Regions from separate parts of the Mus musculus genome. Here region 1 is linked to region 2. A link is a contact called in public HiChIP or PLAC-seq data. All regions are on one chromosome and are shown on one strand. Each heading gives the region's core, a stretch centred on a gene start, on an enhancer-like site or on the middle of the called end of the contact. The rest is flanking DNA. Distances are from core to core; before and after follow the strand shown.

Evidence for each region. HiChIP or PLAC-seq counts read pairs in DNA pulled down with a chosen protein or histone mark.
Region 1: an H3K4me3 HiChIP or PLAC-seq map of forebrain shows a contact between it and region 2, with 3 times the contacts expected there. The contact joins the enhancer-like site here to the promoter of Nectin1 in region 2. A contact is called at or near these places in 4 of 39 promoter capture datasets (the 3T3-L1 cell line, hippocampal neurons, liver and 1 more), 1 of 484 Hi-C or Micro-C datasets (the N1E-115 cell line) and 10 of 115 datasets of contacts at active chromatin or transcription factors (craniofacial prominence, differentiating embryonic stem cells, embryonic basal ganglia and 7 more).

What each region holds. Positions count from the first base shown.
Region 1 is chr9:43,470,075-43,475,431 of GRCm38.p6, reverse strand. No RefSeq gene overlaps it. Among named protein-coding and RNA genes, the nearest start is that of Gm36855, 48 kb to the left of the region's middle. Within about 2 kb of position 1,286, at least 10 of the 459 cell types and tissues checked have an H3K27ac peak or open chromatin away from gene starts, as enhancers often do. A contact at or near this core is called in the N1E-115 cell line and forebrain, where this site is marked.
Region 2 is chr9:43,740,283-43,745,668 of GRCm38.p6, reverse strand. Nectin1 (nectin cell adhesion molecule 1) reads right to left here and starts at 1,715. Exons shown (of 6, transcript NM_021424.3): 1 at 947-1,715. The coding sequence starts at 1,025. It overlaps Gm46108 (a long non-coding RNA gene), which reads left to right. Exons shown (of 4, transcript XR_003948147.1): 3 at 1-353.

The DNA.
Region 1 (5,357 bases), core at 37-2,536, 270 kb after region 2:
ACTCTCTAGCCGATTCCAGAACGTTCCAGCAAGTGCCAGGAATGTCATCCAGGACCATGTCTCATGTGTATGGGAGGCGATGAAGGAAATTTGCCCAAGCTTGGCTGGGCATGGTGGCACATGCCTTTAATCCCCACACTCAAGGGAATGATGCAGGCGCATCTCTGAGTTCAAGGGCAGACTGGTTTATATAATGAGTTCCAGGCCAACCACGGCAACACAATGAGACCCTGCCTCAAATGAAACAAATTCCAAGAACCGAGAACTCCACAGACACGCTTCTTCCCATGTTGTGCCCTCCAGCTTATTCATCTCTGCATCCAGCACACCCAACAGCTCTTCTTTCTTCTCTTTCTCCTCTTGCTCAGCTCTGGGCACTCTTCTGAGGTCCTGGTCCCTGCTAGCCCTGAGGAATGCCTAATGGGAGCAGCTCCTGACTCACAGTGTGGTGCTGGTTAAATACAGATGGCCTTGGTCTTCCTTGAAGGATTCTTGGGAACGAAGGAAATCCATCCAAGGGCATCCTCTACAGCTCCTGGTCCTAACTACAGACCATCAGTCAACCCACATGGGTCCCATGTGTATACACACCTGTCCTCTGGGAGTTTCCTGAAAGCAAAGACACTGCTTCCTTGATTTTTTTTCCTTTTTCTGTCCTACACATAGCAAAAACAGCATTCAGGGAACAAAGATCTCCCCCACCCCACAGACTCTCCTACCAGCCATTGTACCACACACTGAGCAAGGGACCATCCTATCTAACTGTGATAATGTAGGTCACAGTCTCTCTGGGGCTCAGCTTCCTCTCCTATAACTTGGATATAATAGCAAGAGCTGTTCTATTTCTAGAAGACACATTGGCATGACGGGATCCTCAGGATTGACCCTGAGTCATGATGGCTCTGAGTCTTGCCTGAGGGGAAAGGACATCTTCCTTGTTAGTGCTTTTGCCTCTAACTTCTTCAGTCTCTTCTTACAGACAGGAAGAGGGACTCGGATGCTTGCCCAGAGTGAGCCTTCATCCCACACTCGAAGCATCTTGCTGTGATTGGCTAGCCAGCTCAGCCCCCTGCAGGTTAGGCTGGTTCAGGGTGGGTGCTATGGGTGGGTGGACACCAGGAGCCCACGGAGACGACACCTGTGTACATATTCACAGGACTGTGGGTGGATGGCCAGGGCCACCTCCCTTCTTTCCTCCCAAATAGCTGTGCAGCAGTGGGGGGCAGTGGGGACAGGCCAGTCATGTGTTTGGAGGTGGGAGCGCCTGAGGGTTGCCAGGGAAACCATGGCTGCGGGAGCCCCCAGCCATTCGCCTCTTTGCCATGGAGACCGTAAGATGTAGGCAGCAGGGGTAACAGAACAGGTGGCCCCCACCACGGGCTCAGGAGACCACGATGCAGCCTTGGCCTTTTCCTAGGGGAGGGAGCAGCCTTGGGATCAATTTTCCGATTACAAGCCCGTGTTTAAATGTCAATTCTTTCCCTCCTGCTTGTGAGCCTTTCCCTCTACTTCATCAATCCATCCATCCCCCTCCTCCCTTGTTCAAGGCTTACATTTCATGTCGGCACAACACCGGTCTTTGAAGAATGAAATTTGGCAGCAGTTGGGGGGGCGTGGTATGACCTCATAGTGTCTGGCATTTTCGGAAAAGATGTCTTGTAGATCGAAGGAGGGATGGTTAGGGTGAGAGGGCTAGAAACAGGAGCAGGGGCATCTAAACATGCCCCGGGCATGCTGCCCAGTGTGGCGTGTGGGTACTTCTGGTTTGATCCCTGGCTCCTTACCAACCAGACCATCAGTGTGAGCCAACCAGCAGTTTCCTGAAAACTCTTCAGACTTTTTCCATAGTCTACCCCTTCCTTTCCATCCCCTCCCCTGGTATAGGAAGGGAACTGGTTAAACAACGAGCAGCATGGACATGCAGGTGTAGGTCCCATGGTGTCACAGTGCCTGGGACAACATACTGTGGTTAACCTTCTCCATAACTCAAGCTCTGGATACCTAGGGGGTTTGGGGTGGGGGGAGGGAGGAGGAATATCTGTTCAGAATGCCTGCCAGGGCTGCAGCATATGGAATGATCCCTTCCCAGCCTCTCCTCCCTGCTTTTGGCTCTGACCCCACACTTACTTTCCAGGCTCTATGCTGATGGTGATGCAGACAGGTTGGATTCTGTCTCTTTTCATTGAGTTGAAAATAAAAGAGGGATGTTGGGATGAGAAGGAAGGAGTCTACAAGGAGATGGAAGTTGGGTGGCATGCACCTTCAGTGCCAACACTTGAGAGGCAGAGGCAGGTGGATTTCTGTGAGTTCTAAGACAGCTAGGCTACATAGAGAGACCTTGTCTCAAACAAAAACAAACAAACAAAAAACAAACAAAAACACAAAAAACAAAAACAAAAGACCCACAACAACAACAAAACAGTGAGTGAATGAATGAATGAGTGAAAAGTGGAGAATGGAGTTGAGAACAAGAGAAAAAGAGTAACAGAGGGAAGAGAGACCAAAGGTCATGTGTGTGTATGTGTGGGTTTTATTTTTTTTCTCATGTGTAACTCTGGATTTAACTCTATATGTGGTATGTGTGTGTGAAAGCAAAAGGGGTACTATCTAGGAGGAAACCATGGAGGTTGAGGTTAGAGAGGGACGAGAGTAATGGGGGGGTGTGACTGTGAAAAAAGTATATACATGAACGTTTCATAACAAAATATAATATTTTGTACACTGATTAAAAAAAGAGAGGCAAAACCAAGGAGTCCTTGGCTATTCCGCCAGATAAGCAAAGGACTCAGAGCTAGAGCCCCACAGAACCTTAGGTTCAAAGGATCCAGTCTCAGCTGCTGGCCCTGCCACTCACACCCCTCTCTCTCTGACCCGCCCCACACCTGGCTCCTCACTCATCCCACAACCCAGCCTCCTCCTACTCCAGGTTCCAGGTTGTCATCTAGTGCAATCTACCCACTCACTGGGCCATCTGTCCATCTGCTTGGTTGTCTGGCTTGTCTCCTGCCTGTTGGATGTTCAAGCCCTGGGCTGTGACAATCATATCTGATCATTAATAATGCAATAATGGAATAGTGACTGGAGAGACACTTGGCTAATCAGCTAGCACAGGCTCATTAGTGGCACAGAACAATCACAGCGATGTAATAACAGATCCCAGGAAATTTCAATTAAACCTGGAACTTTGTTAGGGTTTCATTTCATTTTCGGCACGGTGCAGGACGGCATAATTGCAATCAGCTCAAGCCACTGCAAATCTCTTCCAAAAGAGCCCCTTCCCCTGGGTTTGCAAAAGAATTAAGCCTAGCTCTTCCTTAGCGCCTGCCCATCTGAATCCCGAGCTGGTTAATGAACTCTCTCTCTCTACCCAAGGACTATTCCACCGGAGTCTCTGGCTTCCTGACCACGAATGGATCGTCCTGGCTTCTGGCTGCATGATAAGTGATGCTGTAAATCTGCACTTTGTAAAAGCTTCAAGTGCGCTGGCCAACTGTACTCACTTCTTTACAGGGATTGTTACATTTAAACCTCAGAAAACTTATTGAGATTCTGATTCATAGCATCAGTTTATGTAATTCATCCAGTATCAAAGAAGATACAAAACTGCTTTGGGTTATATATACCTAATAGCACTGGAGTAGTCAAAACACAAAGCAAGACCTGCCTAAATCCAACGTCCATGATTGCTAGCTTATCTTCAGACTCTTCCTCCTTCCCATCTGGCTTCTTTTTTTCTATTTTCATTCTCTCATCATTCCCTTACTCCCTTCCCCTCCCCCTCCCCCTCCCCCCTCCCCTTCCTCTTCCTACCTTTTCCCCTTCCTCTCTCCCTCCCTCCCTTCCTCTTCCCTCCCCTCCCTCCCCTTCCATCCTCCCCCCCTCACCTTTTCCTTGTTTCTTTCTCCCTCTGGATTGGGCACTGACAGGACCTCACAGATGCTGTAGGAAGCTGGGGGACCAGACATCTCATATTTGGTCCTTGGCCTTCAGTCTATGGTGGTCAACTAGAGAGAGTTTTAAAGAAGCACTGGGCTGATCCTTAGCTCAGTTGCTAACGTTCTTGCTGCCAAACCACGAGGACCCAAGTTTGATTCCCCAGAAAGCACATTTAAACATCAGGTATGATGGCATGCTCTTGTAATCTCAGTGATTGGGAAAGCTGAGGCAGGCTGATCCCTGAGGCTTTCGAGCCAGTCAACCTAGCTCCAGACCAATGAGAGAAGCTCAAAAAAAATAAGGTGGATGGCGCCTAAGGACAATACCTGATGTTGCACCCCTGTCAACATGTGCACACATACATGTGCACCCACCCAAACACAGAAAGGACAGCTAGCCCAACTCTGATTCCTCAATTCAACAACCTTCTCAGAATCTCCGGAGATGAAAATGAAAGTTTTTCAAAGCTCTTCTGGCAATTTTGAAGCCCACTTTCCCATTAATGTGGGTATCCATTTGAAATAGGTAGTGGCTCACAGGTTAAAAGCATATGGCTTTGCGGCTGGCCCTGGCTTGAGATTTATGTCACATGTGGCAAAGTATGAACCTATCTCAATGTCAGTTTTCTTATCTCCAGCCAGAGAAAGATTGTGTGAGCTTATATCTTCAAAGTGCTTAGCAGACTGTAAGAGAAAGTCCCCAAAGGTTTTCAGTAGAAACTCTAGGGTTGACACAGACCCTTGTCTCAAACACCGAATCTACAGCTACCACGTACATGACCTTGACTTCTGGAGCCTTGTATTCTCACTGATGTGAGGGTGATAACTGTGGCCAATCAGGCAAGGATTTAAAAGTAAGGTCCCCAGTGCTCTCACAGTCATCTGCTGCCTGTGTCCTGTGTCCAAGCTAAGGGGCCACATGCATAGTGCATGGGCCTAGGCCTGTAGTGTCTCCACTTCCGTTACACTGCTCAGCCCAGGGTGACCCTTGTGAGGGTCTCATGTGTTTTGATGGCCACTCTTACTTATCCTGAATCCAGTGTCTCTGAAAGAACAGGACCCATCCTCCGGTGGCCATACCCTGAGGACAACCGTCCCCAGCCATGACACAGGGCTTGTACAGTCTGGAGAGAGATCAGCAGGTTCCCCAGTTGAAGGCAGAGCGAGAGACAGAGAAGGAGGGAGAGAAGGAAGACAAAGCATCCTCTCTCCTCCTTCTTACCCTAGTCCCTCCTAGCTGTTCTGCACCTTGGGTAGCTGAGAGCCACTTCTCAACCAGCAGTGTGAGAGAGAGCAGAACTTCTCCTAGAAGCTGTGCATTTGAATTCTGTCTCTTCCGTTTCAACATGAACTTGGACCTACAGTCTTGGAACTCATCAATGAAAGAGGTTGTTGTGAGCTTGCAGAGGCTCGGGCTCTGTT
Region 2 (5,386 bases), core at 466-2,965:
GCATTTTCCAGTTCATTCCCCAGCACAATATGCCTGGGCCGTCCTAGCCTCCGCCCGCCCCCACCCCATCCGTCAGAATAGGCCAATATGGGCCACCCCAGGGTCGGGCGCGGAGTTAACCCCTCTTCTGCCGGCAGCTCACACCTCGAGGAAAGACACGCGGGACACCCTCGGGGCCTCCCGGGAAAGTGGGTCATGCGGCCACCTGGCTGGCATGAAGCCCGTGGAGCTTCCTCCTGGGAGAGCCCTCCGCTTTAGAAGTGGAGTTCCGAGACGGAGCCCAGCCCCGCGCAAGGCCCGGAGTTTGCGATCCCTAGGCGGCCCGACCTCACCCTCCAGAAAAGGAACCGCAGGTGAGTAAGAAGCTGCCTGTGCCGCAGGAGCAGGTTCCGATCGCCCGCTGTGGGGCGATGTGGGGCAGGAGGGGGCCCCCATGAGCCCGAAACCATCTGACAAGAGGCCGCCAAAAGAAATGAAGTCGCCCCCAACCCCCGCCACTCTCCTAGCCCACAGCCCACCAGCTAGGAGACTGACGCCCTCCCCCTGGGGCTGTTGTCTCATACCCCAAGCCCGTGATTACGGTGATTATTTTGCATTTATGTAACACGCAGTGTTTCCAAACTGCTTCTCGAGCTGAGAACTGGTTATTAAATAAATAGAACCCTATTACATATTATTATTTTTGTGAAGAACTGAGCGGAGAAAGTGCTTTCTTGCTACATAGAGACGTGCATCCGATTGCTACCCTGCAGGGCAGGCTGTTGGGCTTCTCAACCCCTTTCTCCACGGTGCCACCTCCTGCCCCCCCTTATCCAAGCGTGACCCAACTTTTCTGGCTCCGTTCGCTCCCTACAACCCGTAGCCTTGCCCATCATCCAGCTCCAAGTCCCGGGGAGGTTCTGGTTGGGTGGGGGGCTATGGAGGGAGGCAGAGGCAATCGCCTTACCTGGGAGGAAGAAGGCGGTCAAGCCGAGAGCGAGTCCCCACCAGCGTCCAGCGGCGCCCGCAAGCCCCATCCGAGCCATCGGGGGGTGGGGGTCCGGCGAAAGGGGCTGCCAGGAGGGCGCTCCTCGCGCTCCAGAAACCAGTCTGGAAGACGAGGGCGGATCGCTGGCGGTTGGCGGGCGCTCGGAGGATCCAGGTCAGCCGCAGCCGTCGGTCGGGGCGGGGTGGGCTGGGTGGGATCCGCGCGGCCGCAATCCGGTCCCCGGCTGCCGCCGGCTCAGAGCCTCGGCAGATGCCCGCAGTAAGTTGCACGAGTCATGCCCCCTTCGCCTCCTCCGCTCTTCTCCTCGCCCCGGTCCCCGCCCTCTTCTTCCACGCAAAGCCCGGCTGGGGAGAGGGACCCACCCCCGGCGCGCCCGGCTACCGGGCTAGCGCGGCGCAGGCTCCCGGCCCTGGGCGCGCTCACACCCTCCCGCTCGGCTCCAACTTGCAGGCGTCCATGGCCGGCTGTTCTCCGAGGGTGGCCGGGCGGTGCGGAGGGCTCGGGGCCCAGGCGGTGGTGTGCGGCTAGGGCGGCCAGCTGCCCGCGGGGCTCGGGGCTGCACGGTCTCGGAGGACCGAGGGGAGCGAGCCGGGTGCGCCACGGGTCCCCACCGCGGCCGCTGCGCTCGGTGCGGGCGATCCGCAACAATGTGGAGCTGCCCCGGTGCCGAGGCGAGCCGCGCTCTCTCCTCTCCCTCTCTTTCTCTCACTCGCCGATCCAGCCTCTCACCCGCTCTCCCGTGATGTCAGCCCGGGGGGAGGGGTTAGCATTAACCCCCTCCTGGCTCCCACGCGCCCGGCCCAGCCCTGGCCCGGCCTCCGCCCGCGCGGCCGCACCTCCCAGTCCTAAGCAGCTGTGGCTGCGAGCGTGGCCGTGGGGTTCGGCTCAGGGCCCCAAGCTAGCAAGATGCCCCTTGGGTCGCCGTTCGGTCGTGGAAAGGGCCGGAGGGCGGGCTGCCCTCCTCGGTCGCTGACAAAGGGAGGCAGTGACCCCTAGCGGCCGGCAAGGGGGAGAAGCTGCTCGGTAGGGGTGGAGTTAAGATGAGGAGGGGGGCTGCCGTAGGGATCCGTGTGAACGCTGGATCTGGCATTGTCCGAGCTCCGAGGGCTTTTCTGACTCTCTGGTCCGACCCTGGGACCATTTCGCAGATGAGGAAACAAAGGCCCAGAGGAGGGCATGGAGAGTGGCAGAAAGAAGCAGAGCACAGGCTAGAACTGTTGCCAAAGCTTCTGCTCCCCAAGATCTGGACACCAGACGGAAACAGCTTTGCGGAGGACCAACCGCGAAAGCTGTGAAGAGTTGAGGCAAGACAAGACATTAGTGGGTGAGAGATCAGGGCACTCAGGTTTCTAGTGGGTCTTCTTTAATCCTTATTGCCTTCAGGGGGTCCTTGTCCCGAAATCGAAGCATTCTGCTTTCCCCAAAGAGCGACAAACCAAGTGGGCTCCCATTGCCTTCACCTCGTTTCTGAGTGGTTTGCGGGATTCCCGCGAAAGTGGCCCATCCAGTCGGTGTCCCAGAACGGCCAGGACTCTCCGCCCCATCCTGTTCGCCACCCACCACATCCGGGTGGCTTCTTGCCAAGGTGACTGAGCCCGAGGGGCCCTTAGCAGCCTGAAGCCTGGACCTTCTGTCCCCATCCTTGGACTAGGAGAGGCAGACAGACAGGGTTTCCCAGTCAAGAGAACAGAACTCCCTCGTTCGGGGCTGAGCAGACCACACCCACTTTGCCCTTTGCCCTTAGCCCAGCCCCAAGGGCACAGAGGCTTGGGGTAGCGCCAAATTCTGATAAAATGTAAATTTTCCTTTCGGAGAATGGGAGGGGCAGGACAATGGAAGAGAGGGACAGTTTCCCACTCTTGGGCCCACGGGCTCAGCCTGCTAAAGAAGTCACTCCACTCAAAAGGAATGCTCTCTGTATCCTTTTATGCTTCACCCGTGTAACTCAGGACAAACTGTCTACCACACTACCGCCTGACTTGGGAATGCATTGTGTGGTCTCATAGTTGGTCCTTGCCCCACAGGAGCGGGGTCTAGTGGGGATGGGGGGGGGGGGGAGACACAGAAACAGAAGTTCTATAGAATCACTCACCGCAGCACGGCATTGTGGGGGTTTTCAGATTCAGGACATCTACGTTAGCCTGGGCTGGGAGGGACCTGAAAGGCTTCTGTGGTAAGGGGCGCAACAGGGGCTGACTGGAGGTGTCTGTCAGGCACAGACCATCCTTCAAGATACTGGATTTAAAGTAGAGGTCAGCACAGGGAAAACTGTGAAAGAGAGCAACAGCTGGGTATTAGGAAACGGCCTAATAAATAATTGGTTCTAACCCTGCCTGAGCTTGCGGTAAGGTCAAGCCTGAAATCAGACTCATGCCAGGTAGCCACGGGAGGGTCTTAATCCAGAGGATGCCCTGTCAAATTAAGCAGGTTGGTGGCCAGGCTGGCAGCCAGGAATCTCCCATCTGGCTTGCAAGTGCTTTTAAACTTGCCCAAGCCAAAAGGAATTTGTTTTTTGCTTGTGGCTAACACGTCATAGGAGCTGAACACTTGTGCACTAACTCCAGACACACCAAGTTCTGTCAGTGCTGTGGTCTCTTACCTTCTCCACACTTGCTGAGTGTTCATTCCTGGATCTGTTAGTACAAGGGCATCCAAAGCCCTTTGAGGCAGAGGCAGGAAGATCTCTGAGTTCGAAGCCAAGGGTCTATAAAGTGAGTTCCAGGAGAGCCAGAGCTACACAGAAAGGCCATGGGGCGGGGGTTGGGGGGTGGGGAACCACAGCCTGTGTCTCCTGATGCCTGGTCTTATTTTCCTTCCTATCAGCAAAGGAAATCTTTCTAACTGACAACTCTCTGTGGTCCCAGTCTTTCAGCTAGGGGCCCCAGTGCCATGTCTGCTTCTTCTAGCTTAGCTGTCTTGTTCCAGCTTGAAAGCAAACCACATGGCTCTGCTGGGCAGTGGCGCACACCTTTAGTCCCAGCACTCAGGAGGCAGATGGTCTGCAGAGTGAGTTCCAAGACAGCCTGGGCTACACAGAGAAGCCCTGTCTCAAAAAGAACAACCAACCAACAAACCAAACCAAACCCAAACCAACCAACCAACCAAGAAAAGAAAAGAAAACGACAAAAAGAACTTGATGGCTCTGCTGTTTCTGTGCCCTGTGTGTGATAGCACTATCTCAATTCCTGCATGATGGCACTATCATCTCACTTCTGCTTTTGTCCACCTCGACCCTGTACTCATAATTTCCATGTGGTCCTCACACTGAGGACAAAGAGGAAAATATATTGACCAAGTACATGGGACTTTGATGCTTGAATTCCTTGATTCAACTCTCTCTCTTTCCCTCCTCTTCCTCCTCCTCTTCTTCCTCCTCTTCTTCCTCCTCATCCTCCTCCCTTCCTCCTCCTCCTACCTCTTCCCTTCCCCTCCCCTCTTCTCCTCTCTCAACGGGGTCTCTCTTTCTCAACAGGGTTTCTTTAGGTAGCCCTGAAGCCCTGACTCTCCTGGAACTCACTATGTAGACCAAGCTGTCCTTGAACTCACAGTATAAAGGTCTGGGCCACTACACCTGGCTTAAGAGGCGGGCGGTTGGGTTTTTCTGTTTGTTTGTTTGTTTTTTGTTTTTTCTTTTGCTCTCCAATCCAAAAGATTCCATTCTTGTTTGTTAGTTTGTTTTGTGTTTGAGATAAAGTCTCTTTACGTAGTCCTCACTGTCCTTGAACTTGCTATGTATACCAGAAGGCCTTAAACTCACAGAAATACACCAGCCTCTGCTTCCTGAGTACTGTGAGTACTGGCCTGGCCCACCACACTGTGGTTTTGTTTTTTGAGACAGGATCTCCTTGTGACCTTGGCTAGCCTTGAACTTGCTATGTAAATGAAGTTGATATTTTACTCTCTTGTCTCCGTCTCGCTAGGGCTAGGCTTATAGCTGTGTCTCACCATGGCCAGCTCTGGATTCAAGTGCTTTTATTATTTTATTATTTTTAACTGTGTGTATGTGCATGGAAGTACAGTGTCCAAAGTGTCCGGAGACATCCGAGCTCTTAGAGATGTTACAAGTGGATGCTGGGAACTGAACTCAGGTCTTCTGGGAAAACAATATTCGCTCTCTTAATGCTGAACCACCTCTTCAGCCCTGGATCCAAATTCTTAAATGCCAGCTCTTTTCAGTAATCGTCTTCCAGCAATAGCATTCAGTCACTATGGGTCTTTAGACAAGCTCAGTCTATACACTTGCATATGCTGGTCCCATTTGCCCATAATTTTCTCTTTCCCTTGCCTTTGGTTCCAATCTAATTCATCCTTCAGGGCTGCAATAAACCATCAGCCTAACTTTAATTCTGTGTCCTTGGCTCCTTTACCTGTAAAATAGGAGTAGACCACATGCCAGCC